2 separate regions of the Hordeum vulgare genome follow, and region 1 is linked to region 2. A link is a contact called in public Hi-C data. All regions are on one chromosome and are shown on one strand. The core of a region is the stretch at or near the end of the contact, and the rest is flanking DNA. Distances in the headings are between cores, read along the strand shown. Region 1 holds the start of LOC123409883. Region 2 holds the start of LOC123410026 (U2 small nuclear ribonucleoprotein B'').

Region 1 (6,108 bases), core at 2,868-5,367, 140 kb after region 2:
ACGAGATTCTAAGCAAGTTTCATGTAGGACACGATCAAATCGGAGCTACGGTTCAACAACTACGAGCAAAACAAGAAATGACTACAATCTGCCAAAATTATCCACATAGCATTTTCGACGCCCCACAACTACGGCTACACAACTCCGATATGCTCAAGCAAGGCATGGCACAGAAGAGGGCAAGAAGCACCACTACGAACAACTAACAACAACTAGCATGGCAGTAAGGAACACTAGGGAAAGAGGTCACAAAAATGGCTTCCCACACACTATTTCAGACTTAGTGAAAATTACACCTCATGAAAGTGCAGTTTTCGATCTGAAGCAATATTGACAGCAGCAAAAACTATAGCTACAGGACTCCAAATGGCATGAAACTTCACATCATGCTAGCGAAACACAAGGGCTACAACTTACTCCAATGGACCAACCTCAAAAGAGCTACAGATCAAAAGGTAGAAGCAAGACAAGACAGCAACAAAATAATAACAGATTCCAGACTTAGAAATATTTCAGCACGTCCAAAAGAGCACTATTTCTAGCAACTTGAGAGGAATCAAACCACACCTAAACATGCATTTCTATTGCAACCAAAAATACCAGGGGCTAGTCTAAACACCCAAGAACAACTTTCTAGTTGACAACTCCGTCAAACGAAGCACGGAATAAAACCTACGAATTAAACAAAAGGGCATCACGGCAAAAATATCGCACGAACTAACTTCCTCAAAAGCTAAAACTAATTGCACAGAAAAATCACATGGATTTTTCTACCCCGAAAACATATAAAATATGTGGGGTTGCAACACAAAATAATGCCACACATTAATGCGAGATAATCACCTATATACGGGAAAATAAACTACCGGCAAACCATACATGCAAAAATACCTACGACCGCTCTAAAATACATGGAATTATGGTTCCTAAAACACGGGCATTTAAACTAAGGCATACGGGCAACCCGGTCTTGCACAAAAAATAAATACGAGTCAAAACCTATTAGGACAACACGCTTATCTAGGCAAACAGCATGCTAAACGACGTCAAACAAATGTGCAAGTTGGATAATCGGATTCTACGGGGAAAATCTACGCCAAAACCATATAAAGATCACCTCGATCCGACTTACGGAATAAAAGATACGCGCGTTTAAACCTACGGTTATTTTTCTGGAATTACTTAATTCCTAAAACCTCCTAATTTATCTAATGGGCCGAACTGTGTCGCAACATATCTAAAAGGTGCTGGGGCGGGGCTTACCATCGCGGGCCGAGGCCCAAGTCGATGGAGAGTCAGGCCGGCTGCAGCTGGGGCGGCGAGGTGGGCCGGGGGAGCTGGACCCAGCTGGGCCACTGCGGGGGCACCTGGCCTGGGCTGGCTCGGGGCCCAGCCGAGGCAGCAGGTGGTGCTGGCCACGGGGTCGTGCTCCTCCCGATAGGAGCCGGTGGCGGGAGGACTCACGCGGCGTCCGCGGGGATCCCCGGCGAGGACGGCCACGACGCGAAGGGCCCCCGGGAGGCGGCGAAGTCGGCCATGGCGAGCCGGATCCGACGCAGTTTGGGGGTTGCGGCGGCGGCACGGGGAGGTGCTCGCGGCGGCTGGCGGCGGCGTAGTTGGGGGAGCCAGCGAGGTCCGACGATGGGGCACCGCAGTGGGACGAAGTCCGGCGAGGGGCAGTGCTCCGCGACCCGGGCTGGAGCAGGGAGCATGGGGAGGTGGCCGGGAGAACCTCGGGCATGGCGCTGCCATGAGAGGAGGTGAGGACTCCAGATCTGGAGCTGAGGGCGAAGGTTGCGGGAGCAGAACGGCGGCGGCGCGATGCGGGCTTGGGTGGGCCTCGGATGGGCTTCACGGGCCCGGCGGCTGGAGGTGGGAGGAGGGAGCTGGTGGGAGGCGGCTAGGGTTTCGGGGGTAGGCGTGCGGATCCCGAGGCAGAGGGGGGTTGGCTGCCTAAAAATGCATAGGGGACTATATATAGACAAACGGGGGGCTAGGGCTAGCCGGAATCGCGTTGCGGATCCAACCGCGGGGTCGGATTCGAACAATTCCGCACGCGGGAACGGGTACACGGCCGTGTAGAGAGGATATCCGGAGACGAGAGGGATAACGGGTGGCGCGACACGAATTTTAAAACACCGACAGACGTCCGACGGTAGCCCGAATACGGTGCTGCTACGGTCGATCGCTCGGGTACCAGACGGACTCCGATCGCGACGAAATTCGACAGGCGGCCTGGCTATATTAAAATAAGACCGCACGTCAAATCTCAACCCGGTTAGAGAAAGTTTTACGCATACTTTAAAAACAGGGTTTCGACGGTGCCGCGGGCGCGTGCGTGTGTGGTCAGGCTCGGAACGAACAATGACGAACGCGAAGAGAAGCGGCAACTAATAACGGATGCAAGTTTTGAAAACTGACGGCAACGGAGATGCCGATGCAATGCAGATGATGCGGAGGATGCGATGATGACACGACAAATAAAATAAGCCACACGACGAAAACGAAAAGAGAGGGGAATCTTCTAAAACGTCGACATCGGGCTGTCACGGAGAGGCATTGCCCCCCTCCCACACGTCACACACCCGAGAAGGTTAGGGACGAGCAATGATGCTTTGCAATAGAGGCCCTGCTGCAATTGCAACAAGACGCTTATTGCAATAGGGACGTATAGAGCTGAGAGCTACACATGTTTTATTTAAAGAAGAACAAAAATAAAACTTACTGCAATGAGACTTGTGTTTTAAAACTTTCTGTAACAAGACATGTGTTGTTATATCAGAGGCGTCATTCAATCGCTAGAAACGTGAAATCTGGCGGCTCATGCCGGGTAGAAATTTTCTATCATAACTATCAACTAACATCTCTTTTCTTTTAGTTAGGAATTGAGATATTTTATAATTGATAAATGTGTACGTGTAATATTTGGTAGAATATATTTTTGTAGGGATATTTGGTAGAATATTAATTGCACATTGATGTTACATGCAATGTTAATTGTGCTATAATCATGTGATTATCCATGATATTGCTATTTGTATAATATTTATTGAGCATTAAACATGTTGAGCGCTTGCCATTGAGGCAATCTTGACCGTTGGATTGACATTCACTGATGGCCGAGATTAGTTGGATCTTCTCCTTCGTTTTTTTCTTTGAGATATGCTCCTCTTTTTTTTTTGAGTAAAGTCATGGTCCTTTGTAGACTAGTACTGTATTTAATGAAAAACCCTATTTGCTGCTCTGTGCCAAGCGGTGTCGAGGCTTCGCACAGAGCGGGCGGGGGATCGGGCTGGCCCATGTAGCGGGGCTGCCGTGTCCGGTCTTGGAAACCTTCTAGAGGTTTCAACCGTTTTTGACAAACTTCTACAAGGTTCTCTCAACCAATTTTTTTTCTTTTTTCTGGTTTCTGTTTAAATATGTTTTGGAATTTGAAAAAATATTTTGGAATTTGAAAAAATGTTTCGCAATTTGAAAAAATGTTCTGGAATTTAAAAATGTTTAACATTTGATTTTTTCCTAAATTTGAAAATAATACGCAATCTAAAAAAATGTTCCGGAATTGGAGTAATGTTTCGGAATTTGAAAAACTGTTCTGGATATTCAAAAAATATTCTGGAATTTAAAAAATGTTCCTAATTTGGAAAAAAAGTTTCAGATTTTGAAAAAGTGTTGCGGAATTCAAAATATGTTCCGAAATTTAAATTTTTTTCCCGTAATTTGAAAATGTTGCTGAATTTGAAAAAATGTTCCGAAATTTTAAAAATATGTTCAGGAATTTCCGAAAATTCGATTTTTTTTTCAAAATCCTAAAAATGTTTTGCTTCAAATTAGGAAAGAAAAGGAAAAAAGAAAGAAAAAAGGAAAAAAAAACGAAAAAGAAAAGAAGAAACGGAATAAAATAAAAGTAAATCTGGGCCGGCCCAGTAGGACGGCCCCCTGTGCGTCAGCTCAGCAGTGGGCCGCAACGAGCGGCGCATAGGAGGTCCCGTATTTAATCTCCAACTTATCTCTAGGCAGAAGGAGGCCCGTGAGATCCGGCCCCGGCTGTTGGGCTGCGCCGAACAGACCGAGCGGGACTCGGCGGCCACGCGCGACGGACGGACTGCCTCCTCGGTAGTCGATTTGGCTGGCGATCCCCTTCTCGTCTCGTCTCGTCTCGTCTCTGCAGCAGCGACCACCACCAGCGCCGGCGCTCGGCTCCGCTCCACCGCACGTATACCCCCCCTCGTCTCCTTTCCGCAGCGGCAGCCGGCGTCGGCGACGCGCCCGTCTGTCCTCTCCCGCGCGCCTGCCCCCACGTCGCGAGCGGCAGCGTCCTCCGTGTGAGCGCAACCGCCAGCGGCAGATCCCTCGCGGGGTCTCCTCCTCCTGCTGCCGCCACCCCCCGCCGTCGCCGTCCCCCTCCGTCCGCCCTTCCGCCGCCGCGTCATCCGGCAACTGCAAGGTTTGCGTCCCGACCCGACCCGACCCGACCCTTGCTTGTTCGTGCCATCGTAGCGAGCGTTACTGTCGTTGTTGGTGGGGTGGTTAGTGGTAATTGCTTGGTCAGCATTGTTTCGTCACCCTGTCGTCGGCCTTTCCGAAGCTTGGAAGTTAGTCCTCCTTCTCCTCGTTGAGGTTGCATTTGATCTCTACAATTAGTGTCATTGCTGGCATGGAAACTGTGCCATGAACAACAAGCCTTTTGCAAATGCTTGGTGCAAAGTTAACCCCCCAATTTACCCTCGGTCTTGTGATAGAGGGATTCTTTACATGACCGTGGGTTGCTTCTGGGGTTAATGTGGAACTTTGACATGCGTTGCGCTTGTGCTAAACTTGCATGCCGTTAGAACACGCGTTAAGTTTCTACCTAGGAATGTTTGCTACTTTCGTTTTGCACACGGTTTATATCAGAAGGTACAGGGGTGATGCATCCTAATATTATTGTAGGTATACAAGGATTCTAACAGATGGTACCCAGGCCTGAATTTTGTATGTGTTCAACTGTTTCTAATATCTGTTTTCTCTCGCCAAAGTCCTCAAAGAGCTGTGTTAACGGTGCACCCTTATGGTTCTTCCGAAAAATGCCAACTTAGTTACTAATGTCGGTGATATGCATCTTATTTACCAATTTAAATATGTGATCTAAATGAATTACCTTTTGTTCTGATTTTGGTAGATGGATTCACTTGAACTCGAAGACAGTGGTGAACACCAACCGTCTCTGGAAGTTTCCCTTGCTTCAGATGTTATATATGACGACACACCTGTATGTCCATGCATTGGAAGTGAGCACCAGGCAGAAATCCCGAATCTGTGCACAGAGGATGAGCGTCAGCAGCTCATGACCAGCTCGCTTGGAAGCGTGCTACCTGGTTTTGATTACCCTGTTACGGTTGGGTTAGCTATACCAGTTACATGGAAACCAAGTAAAGTCCGTAAGGAGGAAGAATTTGAAAGGCATCATTCTTCAGAAATCGAAGCAAGATCCATCAGCCAAGATGAGGATAGTCCTGTAACCTCAGTTTGTCCAACCAGCAATGATACGAGTGACCGTGGTTCAACATATCAGGATCCACATCCCATGGTGCCCGTAGATCATTTAGAATCTGGCAGTGAACGAGCAGATGACGGAAACTTGAACCCATGTTCTACTCAAGAAGGCCTCAATTTTACTAGTAATCCAATGATGCAGCAAGGGGAAATTGATCAATTTACTCCGCTGCCGTGTGCATCCACTTCCCTTTGGAGTGGTATTGAGGCAGAATGTTTTCTGCTCGGGCTCTACATTTTCGGCAAAAATCTAAGTCTGTTGAGCAGGTTCGTTGGTAACAAGACTATTGGGGATGTGCTTTCCTACTACTATGGAAAGTTCTACAAAAGAGATGCGTATAGAAGATGGTCGGATTGCAGAAAAGCACGAACTAGGAGATGCATTCTCGGGGAACGCATTTTTACAAGTTGGCGGCAGCAGGAGATTATTTCTCGACTTAAATCTGTAATACTCAACGAAGCTCATGATTCGTTGGTGGAGGTACGTTGCAACTTAGCCTGTATAACAAGAAAAAATGATCTTGTCTGCCTTTGCTTGTTGTAGTTGGTTAACTGATAATTATGAAATGACTC
Region 2 (6,002 bases), core at 928-3,427:
TTTGAGGAGCAAACATTGATGGATCCTGCAGGTAAGTGCACATACAGAAACAAGTTAGCCTTGCGCCTAATCCCAAAAAGGAGGAAAAAGGGAGGTGTACCAATTTGTGTTGCCTAAATAGTTAATGTTTGCTCTCCTCATTCAGGAAAAACCATTAGATTGTTTACTAAAGCTTTCCAATCAGCCTTCCTAATTCAGTAATGTTAAAGAGGATGGTAATTTAATAAGCTTTGCAGCAATTTCACACTCTACAGTTGCCTTATATAGTTAAAATCTTATGTCCAAACTAACACCTAAATTTTCAGAAAAGTTGGTCAAGGACAAATTATCAAGAAATGATAGAAAAGCCTCTTCGTATGAAAATACAAGCAGCTGAAATTGGGATCACTATTTGAATATCTTGGTTTATTACTTTAATCCGACAGACCCCGTCCCTAATTGAGATATACTCCTAAATATCAAGGTGCAAGAATAAACTCACCTTGCTGAAAGCAGCACTAGAACCAAAATCTGTATAACTGCAAGTTGAAAATGGTATTAGTTACTGTTATGACATTTCCTGAATGTAGATGTCCTAGTCTTGGATGTATTCTTTCTAGTATCAGCCACATGATAGCTTAAGGCTGATAATCCTAACAAAATCACATAATAAGACTGTGCTCAAGTAGTGTGCCATAACCTTTGTGCAGGATAACCATTCAAGCTGTGTGAAGAATTACCCATTCCGGACATGTGATTATTGCTTCCAGCACCTGATATGGCGCAATGTGCCAAAGATGTGCAAGGTGAGTGTTTTGCAAAGATGAAGTGGCATTCCAGCGAGGAAATGAAGTCGCATATAACAAGCGTAGTTGGATATGAACATAAGGGAAATAATAGGATAACAATTATAGGGGCTCCACGGTGAGGGGAATCATTTTAGTGGTTGGTACAGAATCATGGATATTGGATAGTATATGTATTGCTCATGTGACTGCAAGTCTGCAATGGAGCTGTAGTAACCAACCACCAACATGAATGCGTGGTAGTGGACAGATCAATCTAGTGTAAAAACTAGAAGAAAAAAATACTATTCCCAAGCTACTTGAATAATACCTGAATCAGGACGTCCCCTTGGACTTCTAGCTTTTTTCCCAGTAGATTTAGGGAAATCCTCATAATCTAAGCAAAACAAAAACAAAAAGGTTGTGAGCAACAGCAGAATAGCCAACAGTCACATAACATAAATAACAAAGTATGCAACCTGATCTGGGGCGCTTTGATGAGGTTGATCTTGAATTAGATTTTGCAAGATCTACATGTATAGAACAATTCTTCTCAAGGTCAAATACCAATCCCTGTACAAAATAAGTGATTCAGAAAATCGGCACCTCACACGGTCGATAACTTGACATAACAGATTATTTTCCAGCATAACTTCTGACACAGAAACTTCTGTTTCGAAAAACAGTTGGTCGAAATCGCATGGGAGTGAGAGCAATTTTAATAATGGGGAAAGCATAACTGGATGCGGTGCTTATTCATGGCGAGTTGAGATCTTACATTTGTGGCACTCATTGCAGCCAGCGCAGACGGCTGATCTCCAAACACAGCAAACGCATACGACTGCAGCGGCAGAGAAATCAGGCTGGGTTAGGTAAAGCATTCGAAAAGGGATCGCCAGAAGGGCCAAGATGCAAACCCTAGAGTGGAGCGAAAGGATAGTTGGGGGTGGAAACCTGGGCGGATTTGCCGGAGCGGACGTGGGAGGAGACGTAGCCGGGGAAGTCGCGGAAGAGGTTGTAGACCTCGCGGGGCTTGACGTCGGCGGGGAGGCCGGCGATGAAGAGGGTGCGTAGCTCGTCGCGCGGCGGCGCCAGGGGCTCCGCGCGGTCGAAGTAGCCGCCGTACGCGGGCGGCGGGGGCGCCGCTAGGTAGGCGTGTTCGTGCTGGCGGTACGTGTCGTACGAGGAGGTGCCCGGCGGGGGAGGGGGCAGGGTAGCGTAGGAGGAGGAGGCGGCCCTGGGAGGCGGCGGGTTGTAGTAGGAGGCGGCCATGCGCGCGGCGCGGGCGGGCAATGGGGGAGGGGCGGCGGCGGCGGCCTGCGTCGACGGTTTCCGACGGCGTCCGGCGGAATCTGCGGCCGTGCTCGGGCGCCCGCGGGCTGGGTCGTTTGGGTTTGGGTTTCCGATTTGTGGTGGCCGCGGGCGTCGTTGTCGGCCGGGCCGGGCGGGACTCTCACGGCGACCGGTGTCTATCCGCTCTGACGGGATGGGTACCGAGTACCGACTCGTGTGAGGTAGAGTAAATTGCTCAAAGCCACCGTATTCGTGGCTTGGTTACTTTATAAAACCATCATTTTAGCCCCGTTCAAAAAAAAAAAACATCATTTTAGCCAAAATGACGAAAGACCACCATCATCTATCTATATCTATATCTATACCTAATAATAAAAAGGTTGTTGCTTCCGTCAGAATTTCCACTGCGGCATTTTTATAAAGAAGCCCCTATCTTTTTAGATAATTAAACCCGCGGTCCTTCCTCAAGTGAGAAAACGTTTTGTTCAGAAATAAACCCCCTTTCTTACCCTCGCCTCCCCATCCCAACTGCCAGGAGGCGCCCGACCTGCGCGATGTCGATGGATCTGGAGGCGGGTGCGACGACTTGCTCCGGTGATGGTGTCGTCCTGCTCGTCTAGAGAAAGAGAGAGGCACGACGTGAGGGGGAAAGGATGGAGAGGAAGAAAGGAGAAGGAGAAGTGGCGTAAGGTGAGGGAGGCAGTCACTGGCGGCGGTGCCTCCGGTGACCAACGAGCGGGCAAGGCGGCGAGCTCCTGTTGAGGCGGCGGGGCTTAGTGCGTGTTGTTTCCTCAGGATCGAGTCTTGGCTTTCCCGAAGTGGCGGGCGGTTGCGAGCTTCGATTTGGATGATCCCGATGGAGAGCTGGGTGGTGGCTCTAGGTTCCAGCTGCCTCGAGAGTCCTACCTCCCCAAGCTCGATGAGATTGCTAGCCACCTTTTGAGGTCCTCAGCCCTTGGCCGGCTTCTCATCCTGTTCAGGTTTTCTTTCATGTTATGGGGTGTGCTCCGGCGGTGACGTACGACCGAGGAGGACGGGGTATGATGTGACTCCAATCAGTATCGGAGGACAAGTGATCTGTATGGCGTGGTGCAGATTTGCCGTTCTGGACAGATTCCTGATTTCCAAATTCTGGTACGGGTATGCCTGAATCGCTTCTTGGCCCTGTTTTTTGCTTCTTTTTGTTGGTTTACCCTAAAGTCTAAAGTTTCAAATGACATGTCTATTGTCTACTTCTCTAGATTCAGGATCTGCATATATAATGTGATTCCCATCCACTGCATTTGCTTGGCTGCTCAGTTAGAGAACCGCAAGTTCATCTATGTCTAGAAAGTACTTAAATTTCAGTCGAGTAATCATCAAATCATTTGTTTATCCTGTTGGTACTACCTGTTCTAGGGTAGTAAATTTTTAGCTTCCTACTACCTCTTCCTCTATTACCTCTTCACTTGCTAATACATGTTCTACTTCTGCTATTTTTTAGCAAAGACAGAGAGTAAGCGTCCTTGTAAGTCTCCAATTGTGCTATCATGTCTTGGATCGATCTCCCTGTTATGGTGGATGCCAAGCCTCCAGATGTAGGGTAAACTAGATCATTACATGTAGTGAAGCCCTACCATGTCTCCGACAATGCGGCTTCTACAATACCAGAGCGCCACCCTACCTAAATGACAAAAGACGCAAACCAAAGGCCTCTTGGAGGACTCGCTCGAGATTTGTTGGTATGCTAGATAGAGGAATGATATTGGATATTTTTGCATAAAAATAGTTGCAGCCTCTTGGACATATATAGTTATACTACCTACTCATGAGGAATATCTTATTTTATTATTAGTACCGCAATAACTTTTTAGAAGATCTGATTACCAGAAATATGGAATTTCCTATAAGATATTTGGAAAGCAGAGTTCATGAAAACAAATGCCAGTCCTTTTATTTTCTGAAAAGCTCTCTTCATTCTTTTTCTCATCTATTCTTACTGCTTGAGAATTTTTGCAGTCCGTACCAGTGTTCCTATGCTAAAAGTTGTTGTTTTGTCCTTGCAGATTTTTTTTCTATGGGATTTATGCGGTCCAAATAGTATAATATTTTATTACTTTTCTGGAAGGATGCAAAAGTCATACCGGGCTTCCTCTGTATATTGAATGCTAAAGGATGCAATAGTATTTGTGTAATTGGGAAGTGTCATTCTCTATGTTTACCGATTGGACTCACCCTCTTAAGAGATCTAACCCTTGTCACCATAAGGAAAAAAACAAAGATTATTATAGGCCGTCAAGTTTGAATTCAAAGAAGCAAATTAGTCTTCATGAACCATTATCATGTAGTTGATGATGCTTTTTTTTAAAACGAGGCAAAAGACTTACCATTTTCATTGATTAAGAACAACAGAACTGCCCGGTTAATTGAAGGGAAACCAGGCTAAACCGATTGTTGATGATGCTTCACATGTAAGTTTTTTGGTCCATTGAGACTAGGTCTTTTAATTATTCAGAAGAGATGTCAAATGGTACGTAACACTGTTTATTTTAATTTTCTTTCGTTATTAAGTTGAGAACGGATTATTGCATTTCCATTTGGGAAAAGGAGAGGAGAAAATGATGGATTGGGGCTTTGGCGGAACATTATTATTGTCTAGAAAATTCATGGCAACAAGGCCAATAGTTGAACATATAAATCTTTTTGAATAAATTCTTTTGTAACTCTCAATCAGTACTACCTCGTCGATTTATACTTAGAGGACCAGAGGGCAAAAATCCAATGCAAGACCTTACACATGCCTGCCCATCTGGTGCATGGATGTGATTTGAGCTTAGGTCATTAAGCATCATCTTCGTGCAATCCCTACCCAAAAGGAGCAACTGTATTTTGTGATCTCGAATGTGATATATTGATATGTATTCACATATTTACATGTGCATTGCTGTATTTTGTATAATTGTAATTCAAAAAACACAAAACTAATCTAGAATAAGTTAATTTTTATGGTTATAATTGTGCATCCATCTTGAAAAATATTTTTCCATTCATGTCGAATGAGTCTTCCATTGGAAGAGGAGACTGTCATTCTCACTAGGAGGGTGTAGGCATTTTTTCTCCTGTTGCAACGCACGGGCCCTTTTTCTATACTTACTAATAAAAGAAATAGATATTTTTAGTCCGTCATTAATATTTTGCAAAAAAATCCATCACCTTTTTGAAAATAAACCCAAAGTCTAGAAAAAAGGGTGTTCGCCTCATTACTAGGCCATCGCCTCACCCTACCAAGTAATTGTGCCCCCATCCCGGTGGATTAAAAAAGTATGGTTTAGGCTAGGCAGGACTCTGAACCGGGAATGTTCATGTTGGACTCAGCTTGCAACGTAAAATAACGATGGTTTAGGCGCGTTTTCCAAAAAAAAAAATTGTCCTAGAATGCGCGGTGATATATTCCAAGGAAATCAAAACCTAATCCATCACGGTTTGGACCTAATTTACCCATAAATATCTACAGATCAAAGAACTCCACACTTAGATAGAATCGATGAAAGTCAGAAAAATCATGAACGCAAAGGTGTAGGACTCGACGCCGCAAGGGAATTATGAGCACCACCAACATGGAGACTATCAACTCGGCGTCGCAAGAGAGTTCGAGCCCCGACGACATGAGCATCGTCGTCTGGCTCAACCTTGAAGTCTGGCTCAACCTTGAAGGCAGTTGCCTCGCTGACGCTCAACATCTTCTCGCTAGAGTCGCTCGTCGGCGTGCGTGGACTGCATGAGCGACGAGCCGGCTGGTCGTCCCACACAGCCGGCTGCTGGAGCGTGCTGGCGGATGAGGTCGATGGAACCGCCAACCGCTGATAGAGGAGAGGCGTCTGGACGAGGGAGGAGCGAGGACGCTCAACATCTTCTCGTTAGAGTCTCTCGCCCGCATGCGTGTACTGCATGAGCGATGAGCCGCCT

Evidence for each region. Hi-C and Micro-C count contacts between places; a contact is called where the count stands out from the background.
Region 1: a Hi-C map of seedling shows a contact between it and region 2, with 2.2 times the contacts expected there. The contact joins the promoter of LOC123409883 here to the promoter of LOC123410026 in region 2. A contact is called at or near these places in 1 of 6 Hi-C or Micro-C datasets (seedling) and 1 of 1 datasets of contacts at active chromatin or transcription factors (embryo).

What each region holds. Positions count from the first base shown.
Region 1 is chr7H:580,447,539-580,453,646 of MorexV3_pseudomolecules_assembly, forward strand. LOC123409883 reads left to right here and starts at 4,118. Exons shown (of 3, transcript XM_045102755.1): 1 at 4,118-4,447; 2 at 5,162-6,016. The coding sequence starts at 5,162.
Region 2 is chr7H:580,307,705-580,313,706 of MorexV3_pseudomolecules_assembly, forward strand. LOC123410026 (U2 small nuclear ribonucleoprotein B'') reads right to left here and starts at 2,178. Exons shown (of 10, transcript XM_045102898.1): 1 at 1,719-2,178; 2 at 1,543-1,605; 3 at 1,244-1,337; 4 at 1,096-1,161; 5 at 680-752; 6 at 482-518; 7 at 1-25. The coding sequence starts at 2,036.